2 separate regions of the Gossypium hirsutum genome follow, and region 2 is linked to region 1. Evidence: chromatin contacts called from public Hi-C data. All regions are on one chromosome and are shown on one strand. The core of a region is the stretch at or near the end of the contact, and the rest is flanking DNA. Distances in the headings are between cores, read along the strand shown.

Region 1 (5,477 bases), core at 1,092-3,591:
TCTTCTAGGCAAAAGTATGGTCTGAACATGTGTTGTCGCCATAATTGAATGATAAATTGCGGGGTACTTAAGGGTAGAGTTATATATATATTCTTACAAGAATAGAGGGTTAAGCCAATTCTTACCATCAGCTTTTTGCCCATTATGGATGGTGAAAATGAGCTGAGTCTTTGTAAACTTTCAGGTGAGAATGAAGCTTGTGAAAGATTGGCTTCCTGTTCTGATCTCATGCAAAGACAGTGTCTCACCTATGCTGCCCAGTCATAAAACACTGTACCTAGTATTGGAGGAGACATTCCTGAGAATTATCTCAACATTGCCAATGTCAGATGCACAAGTTCTGTTGCAACAATGTCTAAGCTTCTCAACCAGGAATGTTGAAGATTGCCCCCACTTGGTCACAGCTTTCAATACTTGGTTCCGCAGGGCAAGTCAACCTCCTCAAATGGAAAATCTTGGTTAAAAAGAATGGTATTTATCAATGGCGATGGCATTGGTTGTAGATACTGCTGCTTATAAAGGGTTTAGTTTTCTCTCAGACTTCTGTGCATATAGTAAACTGGTGAATAATGACGCGAACTGACTACTCTGTGCATAAAACTAGATATTCCCCAATGTGTTAACATATACAAAAAAAAAGAAAAAAGAAGAAGATAATTTAGCTTGAGGCTGCTATGCACCTCTTTTTCCTGGTCTTAAACGTGAAAGTTATTGTTGGCTGGAAAGGAGATAAGATTGTTAAAAATTTTCGGTTACTCGATGACTTATAACCATTCTATGTGTTCAAAGTGAGGTTATAGCTAACAATATTTGAATATTCCACCATGCAAATAGTGGTATGTATAAATTGACTTATCAATCAAAAGTTAAATGCAGGGCTTTATTGATATTTCTCACTGCTGTTCTTTTATTAGTCAAATTACTATCTTGAGTGGTTTGAACAAAAAAAATTACAATGTAAGTCAAAGTGATCTGAAATGAAAATTGATTCAGTAAATAAGAAAAGAAAGCTATGCTATTAGTACACGTGTGTGTGTGTGTGTGTTCATTGTTTTCATGGTTTTTCATGAATTAGGTGCACCTTAAAACATCATATTTTTCTTTTCATGTCCAAATATATATCAAATACATGAATACTTAAAAAAAAAGTTAAGAGCAAGAAAGCTTAGAAGTTCACTTTGTAAATAAAGTAATATGGATTTTGCTTTGGGCAGTGATTCCTCCAAAGCATATAAAAGGTCTAAATCAGATGCATCACAAATCAACAACAAAACCCCCAATATGCTGCAAAGGTAGCTAATCATTTGCTAAGACATTGGAGCTGAAGAAGTTTCAGTTGTCCAGAAATCCCTTGACAGAGCTTTCAAAAACAAAGACCCTATGCTCTTAATGTCCCAGCCCCACAAAGTATCCAGCTTTGTCACAAGGGTGTTGCAAGTCCTATTTCATGAATTAGAAAACCAAGTTAGAAGTAGAACAGCTATGTTTGTACATCAAACAACATGCTTTCATGGATAGTCAAGTTTTATTCCATGACCATTAGAACCCAACATTCTAACAATGCAGATCACACGGTTGTCTTCAAATACTTCAAGCTCACAATCCGAAGCCCATATTATTACTAGAAATTAGTACATATTTTTACATATATAATTCCTCAAAACAATTACAGCTAAGAGCATCGGAAGTCAATTTCTATATAAAGTTCTACTTTGGATTCTTGAATAACGTCAAAGGGAACGTAGGGAAGTGAAGGACAATTCATTCCTAAACTTGCAACAAAAACTATACGGCATTTGAAACTTATACCCAATTGTAGCATAAAAAAACTTGAACCAACAGAACAACTATAACGTTGATGAGACATTGATATATTAAACAATTGTTTCTTTTTAAAGGTAAAGAAGAAAAACCTTGAGAGAGGCAGCTCCAACAGGAGGAATCGACGGCTATGCTTGATTGCAGGCGAGCAGATGCAATGGCACTATGAAGTGGCATCATCGACTCTAATCCTCCCAACGCCGAAACAATCCTTTAAAAAAAAAAAAGAAGTCAAGAATTTGATAAAAAATTTAGATGGAAAAAACAAAAAGCAAGTACCTTGAGGCGCGAGGGAGGGATCTTGTTGAAGGATTTGGGATTAGGCTCTTTACAGTTAGGGTTTTAGACCGAGAAGCTAGGGTCCTCGAGCCAGCCCGCATTGCTGATCCGAAAAACGACGCCATTTCTCGCTGGTTTGGAAATTGGGTGGAGAGTTGAAACAGACACCGGGAGGCTGGCAGTGGTGTCTTCCTTAAACCCTAAAAATATGGGTTCAGAGATTTGAGATCCTGAGCTCCTTCGAAACGACGCCGTTAGGTTGAAATGTTCTTCGTGGGCCAGTGGGCCCTACTTTCTTTGAGCTGGACATTCATAAGTCCATACTAATGTAGCGCAGGATAAAACGACGCCGTAAAAAACTGAAAAGAGAAAATACCCGATTAATGAGGTGGGGAGGAGAAGCTTAGTTACAGTTCCGATCGAGATCAACGCCATCAACAATCAAAATCAATGGCTGCGATATTCGCTCGTAATTCTCTCAATGCTTTCCGAGCTCGACACCTCGTAAGAACTCACTTTCCTCTTCTCCTTTTGATCCATGCCTTAGATTTATATGATCATGGAATTGATTATTCATTAGAATTTGTTCATAGCCAGCGGGAATTAAAATGTTATTTTTCTGGCACCTGATAATGTACAGAAATGAAGTTGTGGAAAAAGGCGAGGCTCATATGTAGATTTAGGTTAGAGACTTTTCCTCTGTTGTATATAATTTTAAAATTTATTCTCTTTTGTTTTACTTCAATTTCCATAAATTAAGCTCTCGTTTTTTCCTGTTTTAATTGCTTTCTCCATCGGCTCAAAAGCTATTAAGTATTAACAGAACCTCACTGATTATTTGTCATCAACGTTGTTATGATTTTTCTGGGACTTGTATTTTTTCTTTTTGGATATTTTACTGATTCTTTTGGATTATGTATTTATAGGCTGTGTCGGGGCAAGCGTTGCAAGGTTTACAAAACTATGGTCTGCAACACAGTTCGCACTCCTATAGCACCAAGAAGGTCTTGCCTTACTCCCTCTTTGATCTTCCTTTTTTTTATAGCTATAGCTATTTTGAAATTGGAAAAGTATTAAGAATTCTATGGAATATGGATGGAAAGTGAAGATTATGAATTATTTTATGTTATTAATGGGGAGATATGTTTTGAGTTTTGGAAGAGCATGCAATGGGAATAAATGCCTTTCAGTTTTCCACCACGGTTCTCCATGGAAATCATAAGAAATGCTTTAACAATTTTCTTCCATGCATGACCATCAATCCTAGTGTTTGATGGGACTTCTATTTTTAAGGCTGTTCTTTTGCTTGATATAAGATGTCTTGGTTCATGTGTGTTTTCATGTGTATTAACTGCAGATGATTTAGAAAGAGAGCAGCTTGCAAAGGAGATTTCTAAGTCTGGAGTTCTGGTAATATAGTGTGCACTGAAATGTTTCTGTCTCTATTACTTGTTAGTAGTTCAATTTTATCTTTTTCAATTAATGTCTTTTTATATTCTTCTCAATGACAGTTTTTAAGCGAAGCATAAACACATTGCTTCTAACTGAAATGGTTAGGGGCCTCATGCTGACTCTCAAGTACTTCTTTGACAGAAAAGTTACAGTAAGTGTCCTCATGATTCTTTTCTTTGAGCTTGCATTGAACATATTATGATACAAACCTGTCTTTCTTGTACAGATTAACTATCCATTTGGGAAGGGTCCATTGAGCCCATGTTTTTGAGGGGAACATGCTCTCCGCCAATATCCAACTGGAGAGGAACGTTGCATTGCCTTTGTGAAGCTGTAAGTTCAACATTATCAGTTACCTATATTACTTTTATTTGGTGGGAATGGTACCACCATGCAGTGATACAATATGGAATGACTATTATCAACCTGGGAGAAAGTATCCCCTGCCCTCTGGTATGGACACCTGACTGGAGTGGGAGTCTGGGGGCTTTACGCCTTTTCGTTTTAGTCTGTATGTGGTCTTAGGCATACTCGCAATTAAATGGGTGTTATGGTCACTGAATTGGTTCACCTGGTAATATGCATAAAAAAAAGTTTACTATATTTGTTATGTGTATTATCTCTATTATACCCTCTAGTTATATAGAAAGGAAGATTAGTGTCTGTTATTGCTTCTCTTGAAGAGTAAGCAATCTGTGAGAAGTTGGACCCGTCAAACTGTTCTTGGGTTTGCTGATTAATTTTCACTAATCCTATCCATTATCAACTCCTGATTAAGCTTCTCTCACTGAATGTGGATTTACTGTTATGATGTTCTCATGTAGTGATAGTGGTTTATCAGATATGCCCAGCGCAAGCAATCACAATAGAGGCTGAGGAAAGGGAGGATGGAAGTCGTCGAACTACAAGGTTCAATCTCTCTTCTCTTTTTTTTCTTTTTCCCTTTTTTCCCCCTCTTTTCTTTTATGGTTGTCTTCTTTGTCTTACATTAGTTCAACTTTGCAGGTATGTATCTACTGTGGACTTTGCCAAGAGGCATGTCCTGTTGATGCAATTGTTGAAGGACCCAACTTTGAATTTGCCACCGAGACTCGTGAGGTTTGTTTTCCTCCAATAAATCAATCACAAATGTCCATTTTCACTTGTTGGTTTTGAGGTAAATTAGGTAATCTCAATGTTGCAGGAGCTGCTGTACGACAAAGAGAAGCTGCTTGAGAATGGTGACCGATGGGAAACTGAGATTGCAGAGAATATCAGATCTGAAAGCCTTAATCGCTGATGTTGTTCCTCTATTTTCCTTCTCACTGTCGCGGCAGCAGCTGCTTGCTTTTATAGTTGCTGAAAAAAAGAAAATGATATATGCTTGGTTTTGTTGCATATACAATTTGTATTTTGTCCATTGTGAGTTCGTGGATGAATTACTTTGTTTTTGCTACATATAAAGGCAATGATGGATAAAAGGATCCTATATTCAGGCAAAACGAGATATAGCAAGATTTTTGTTTTGTTCCTTTTAAGGAATGGATGGAATTTTAAATCAATATTTTATTATGCATATTGGACAGAATGGGCATGCAGTGAAACTTTTGTAGAATTTAAAGTTTGGTGCTATGATGATATATGATGATAATCTTCAATTTAATGGTACTGAATATTTTGGGTTTATTGATGTAGCAACAGGGAATGGTAAAGATGGGGAGTTCGAAGTAAAAGGTTTATATCTCTGATCAGATTTTCAATTTGTCAATGATGATAGTGTACTTTATTGCATAGATGGGTAAAGGATGAGTGGGGAGGGCAGTGTGAGGGCCATGTGCGGTGGTAGGGAGGAGGAGACGGCAAGAAAAAGGAATTTGTCTTGATAAGTTTCTAAGTGTTTTTTTATTTCTGGGAAACATGTGTCAACCAAGGTTCTATGGTCTAGT
Region 2 (5,477 bases), core at 1,428-3,927, 140 kb after region 1:
CATCAACATTACACCCTTTGAATCTTGTATTAGTAATATGTGTAAAAAGGAACTGAAAACATTTCAGATTTTGAAAAAGGAATATTAATGGTAGGACCATGAGATATGAACCCTCAATTTGTGTTCACAATAAGTTGCTTCAACTCTGGGACACCTTTATCAACCAATCACAGCCTCTCACTCCACACAAGTTTCATACATAATTGAAGCTTTTTTGAAAGTGATGTTTTCTTTAATATCACTGAATCTGCTTAGATTTTTAGAAAATAGCTTCTTCTGTTTTTTGTTACAATGCAGATATAGGGCCTAATTGAATGAATGTATATTGCAAAGTTGAAATTTTAGACTAGGCAAAGATAAATATCAGATACAGTCAAGGCAACTTTAGTCTTAGATTGCCATTGTAGAAATATTATTTTTTGCTGTGAAAGCTAAGTTAGCTGTTTAAGTCCGGTTCAGGCGGTCGGTAATTCTCAACGACAACTTCCGATGCATAAATTCGGGAAATAAAAATTGAAATACCAAATACCGATAAAATTACACACAATATATCGTATGGTAACACTAGATAAGAGGTTCTGAAGCAACACAGCCATAACATGCAAACATTCAAATAAACAACCAAGCAATCTATATTTACATACAGTGCTACAAGCAAACAAATCGATTCCATGACTAATGGTTTCTCAAGTTAACCATTGCCTTTGCCACTATATCAGTGATTCATCTCCAGCTTCTGCCGAGTTATAAAAACAGAATGTGTCAATCATTCAAAGTTTCCAAGGAATACAAATGAAATAGAACTAGTGGACTCTATTGATTAGGGTTAGTACCTTTCCCAGGTACGATTATGACAGGTGCGGATTTGCAGTTGTGGAAGCAATACTCGCTTACACTTCCTTGAAATACACTGCAAAGGTATGAATATGATGAGAGAAGAGCAAGGAATAATGGAGTCATTTAGTTTTTCCATGTATTTGGAGGATATTTTAAGGCATAGCCACATACTCATGTGTAGATATACGTCCAACACAGGTGTTAAACATAAGAACATTCAGAAAAGTGAAGAACCGGAGCAACATATGGCAAAGTAAAACAAGCACCAGCATCTATATAGAAAGATGTAACATGAAATTGAGGATTAAATCAGACCTTTGACTTAAGCTTCTACCACGAGTTCCCATAACCACTGCTGCTGGCTTCAACCTCTCTGCTTCCTTGCAAATTACCTTACCAGCATCCCCTTCAACTATTCGAGCTTGAGTCCTCACCTAATTCGAAGAAACTATAAATTTCTGAAAATCCAAACACCAAATAATTTTGACTCTCAAAGCTATATTGGAACTAGGGGCATGCAAAGGAAACACTACCCTAAGGTTTAATTCAATTATAATGTATAAATGCCAAAACCAACAGATAATTGTGTACTCTAACTAGCATATCCCGTTGAAAAATTAAAAACAATCTGTTCATATTGATCATCTTAAACCTTTAAATAGCTAAAACAGTGAACCATCTTGACATTTGACAGAATATTCGAAAGGCTATGGACCAACGAGGGTTCTTTTATACATGTATACCAAAAAAAAAAGACATGCACTTTTTGCGCCTTGGAGGGTTTATTCCTTGCACCATTGACGACACTGACATTGATCAATTTAAAACTTTAGGTGCAAATAGGAGATCAAATCATGGTTCAAGATTTTAGTTGGTCAATGTTGTTGATTTATATTTGAAGTTTGGACGTACCCTATAAATGCTATTAAAAGTTCTAGAAATGAAACTAACCAACCTCTATTTTGCATTATGCACCTAAACATATGTAGATATTACAATTGATTCCATGGAAATTGTCAGTAATCCGAATATATCAATGTACTCATCTATGGAAATAATAGACACAACGATGGATGGCTCAATAATCAACCTAAGTTAAAATGTCCACACAACAGACATAATGATCTCGCAATAACAATTCCATACTAATGATGCAAATGATAATAAAAGATGAAGAACTAACCATGGCAACCTCAAAAGCCTCGACAGCTAACTTCTCCATAAGAGCTTGACTAGTTTCATAAACCACATCGTTTCTGACACCTATAAAGAAAAAAACCCAGAAAGGAATTTGAGAAATAAGTAAGATAATAATCTAGAAATCGATTATTTTCCATGACATAAGTTATAACTGGAAACAGCATGGACAAGATGGATGGTATCAGCAAGCCTGAGGAAGTGAATAAGAGCCCAATCAAAGGCGTGTTTGCTCTTGGGACCGTGATCAATAGCAATGAGTATATCTCGGCCTCTCCTTCTCTCCCCTGTTTCCCTCTCTAGTGCTGGCTCTGGGACTACTGGGATCAGCGAAGGCAAATTTACTTCTCTGTAATTGTACTCTTCATCTTCCATCACCGTCTCCATTTTCTTGATTAATTCCCAAAATGAAAGAAAATAGAAATCTTGTTTTCGTTTCTGAATTCGGGTTTTCCTGGATTTTGTTTGATTTGCTAGAGTTTCGTTGTTGGAAGAAGATGAGTTGAAATATGAGATCGAACTTTTGAATTGTAGCCGCCATAGACGGGCGCATGAATTACGTGTTTCAATTTTGAAACCGTGTCGTGTGACTAGTCATAGATTAGGCAGGTTTTCCAGTAAGAAAAGTAGCTTGGTACCACCCATGCTTCCCTTGATTATTTATTCTTTTTATAATATATTTAGGGCATGTTTGGAGAGTAAATTAATTAGATGAAAGTGTAATTATTAGTATACTAATTATTAAGGTAGTTTTTGTAATTACGAAGAATTATAATTCTTTAGTCGTGTTTGATTAACAGAGTGTAATTATATCGTAATTTCTCATATAATGTTTGATAGTAAAAGTTGTAATTACAAAGTTATAGCATTTATATTTTTAAAATATTAATTACTATAAAAATTATTAGTATGATAAAAATAATTTTTAAGATAATTTTTTTTAAACAAGTAGCAAAAATTATATGTTATGTTAGTATAAAAAAATAGTTGATAATATGATAACTAATAAAAATAACAAGAAAAGTAAATATCATATGCAATTTTATCTAATTGCTATGGTGCATGTTTATTGGGTTATTCCCTCTTTAATATTTAACATGTACTCCTTATCATTATATGTTGGTCCTTAACCAAGTCATCATCATCTGAATTTGAATCCGCATCATTAAAATTATCAAGATCTCTTTCTTCCATGTACTCTATGCAGTATGGATCGTCTCAATTCCCTCTATGGTTGTAGTTATGAAACATACAACATGCTAGTAAGATTCAACCTTGATTTTTATGCTATACTAAGATAATGTTAATATGAGAAATGTTTTTTAAAACAACAATTGTCTTATCAACTACATTTCGAAACATTGAATGTTTAAAATTAAAGAGCTTGTGAGTTGTCTATGGTGTTTGTGTTTGGCACTGTTTTCTCAAATGGTATCAAACCTCACGATATCGTGCAAGAGAACCTTTTCTATTTTCATAATTAGCATCAACCTTATAATATATGAGTTTATAGTCCAAATTAGATTTGATCATGGGCTGGACCACCCACCTAGGCCCGAAGTTCTGCTCGAAAAGTGGGAGGATTTCGACAAAAATGTAGGCCCAAAAAATGGGCTTGGACAAAAAAGGTTGTTTTTTAAACGGGCTAGGGCTCGGTAGGATTTTTTGGCCCGGGATCGACTCTAATCAGCTTATACTTTTTTTTCTATTGTTGTTTGTTGTTGTTTTGTTGCCATTTCGATATTATATTGCTACTATTTTGTTGTCATTGTTTTGATATTGTATAACTATTGTTTTATTGTTAATTTTGCTACTATTTTAGAGGCACTTGCTTGTTAAGTTGCAACTATCTTAGTATTTTTTTAATTATAGTTTTTTTTAAATGTATTTTCAATTTGTTGAAAAATATTATTTTAATGTTTTTAGTGTATTTAAAATATTATATTTTTTAAATTTGTTTTATATAAAAAACTTAATACAGACGAGTTGGATCAGGCTTGGATTTAGCATTTTTAATTTGGGCCAGACTTGGACAAAATTTTAAGCTCATTTTTTGGGTCAGACCGGGCCCGAGCATAGAAATGGGCCTAAAATTTTACATCGGTCTGGCCCAACCCATGCTAAGGTCTAGTCCAAATAGTTTGTAGCTTTAATTATAAAAATTTATATAACTTAATTTGGAGAAAAACTTATGCTAGGTTAAATCTATTTTTATAATATGTAAATTAAGTAAAAAATAATATAAAATTTATAATATATGATCTTTAGAAAAAAATTTATAAATTGTCCAAAACTTCCATAACACTTCTTATAAATAATATAATTTTTCTATAACTTTAGAAAATTATTTTTTTTCACACCCTAGTTTGGCAAACTGGATTAGTTTGGGAGACTATATCAGTGGTGACCACCTAAGTAGCGAAACTTAGACCGGATGAGGTCGATAACTTCATGGCGGAGTGCTACGAAGAACCTTGCCAACGTTGTGGAGTGTCAGTCCGAGAGATAGCGAGATTATAGTTAGGGCGAGGGCCTTATTAGGCGAACTTTCCCGCTAATAAAATCATCACCTGTGTTTTAGTATTGTTACTTAAGTAAGTACGATGGCTTGTAGGATACGTTTAAGTCATCTGGCCTCTTAGTGGAGGCAACGTCAATAATTAGGACACTTGTAGAGTCTCGTAGGATGTGATTAATTAGTGGAAACGTGTGAGAACGAGTAATGATTAGAGATAATCCTGATTGAGATTTGGACATGGGTTAGCTATAAATAAGATAGTATGGTAGTGAAGAGAAGGTTTTCTAATCCATCTTCTCCACCAGACTTTGCTATCATCGAAGAAACCAGGAGAGTTCTTCTTTGCTAGCAAGGGTGTTAACTATGAAAGTATAAGAGAACGTTAGTGCTAGTTGTCTGCTGGTAAATTCTTAAACTTTCCTTTAAGTTTTGCCAAATAGATAGAAATTGGCTTAAGAAAGAATTGGTAGGATTTCTTTGAATACTAGGTAGGAAGGAAACTCCTATCCATAAATTGTTTGCAAGTCTATAGATTCTTGTTGTATCATAAGTTTTTGGTTATTTTCGATGATTAAAGAAGTTGTTTTATTGTTTAGCTAAAGAAACGGGAGAATGTTCCAATGCTAAAGGAAAAGAACTAGTAGAGTAGATAAAGTTCTAAGTAAAGCATTCTGGTGAGTTCCTCTGTACCTTATGTCTGGTATCTTTGTTAATTTGTTACTCCTAAATTCGTGTCAAAGAGGTCTCATTCCAAGAATCAATGCATACATGGTTAATTACGATTAAACAGGCCCTAAAAACTTGGTATTTATACAGTAAGAATACTCCTTACTTAGTGTACAAGCTCCATATCCAAATGGGTGTAAGAAAGTACCGGAGAGGTATTGTATATAATGATAAAGAAGATACATGGTAATATGATTTG

Evidence for each region. Hi-C and Micro-C count contacts between places; a contact is called where the count stands out from the background.
Region 2: a Hi-C map of leaf shows a contact between it and region 1, with 1.9 times the contacts expected there. The contact joins the promoter of LOC121224634 here to the promoter of LOC107953434 in region 1. A contact is called at or near these places in 6 of 34 Hi-C or Micro-C datasets (leaf and seedling).

The regions. Positions count from the first base shown.
Region 1 is chrD12:3,711,224-3,716,700 of Gossypium_hirsutum_v2.1, forward strand. LOC107953434 (protein NONRESPONDING TO OXYLIPINS 2, mitochondrial) reads right to left here and starts at 2,342. Exons shown (of 3, transcript XM_016888742.2): 1 at 2,101-2,342; 2 at 1,914-2,032; 3 at 1,077-1,440. The coding sequence starts at 2,225. The coding sequence ends at 1,421. It also overlaps the pseudogene LOC107953432 and the pseudogene LOC107955939.
Region 2 is chrD12:3,846,348-3,851,824 of Gossypium_hirsutum_v2.1, forward strand. LOC121224634 reads right to left here and starts at 2,678. Exons shown (of 5, transcript XM_041108251.1): 1 at 2,190-2,678; 2 at 2,021-2,100; 3 at 1,153-1,271; 4 at 834-910; 5 at 514-736. The coding sequence starts at 2,421. The coding sequence ends at 711.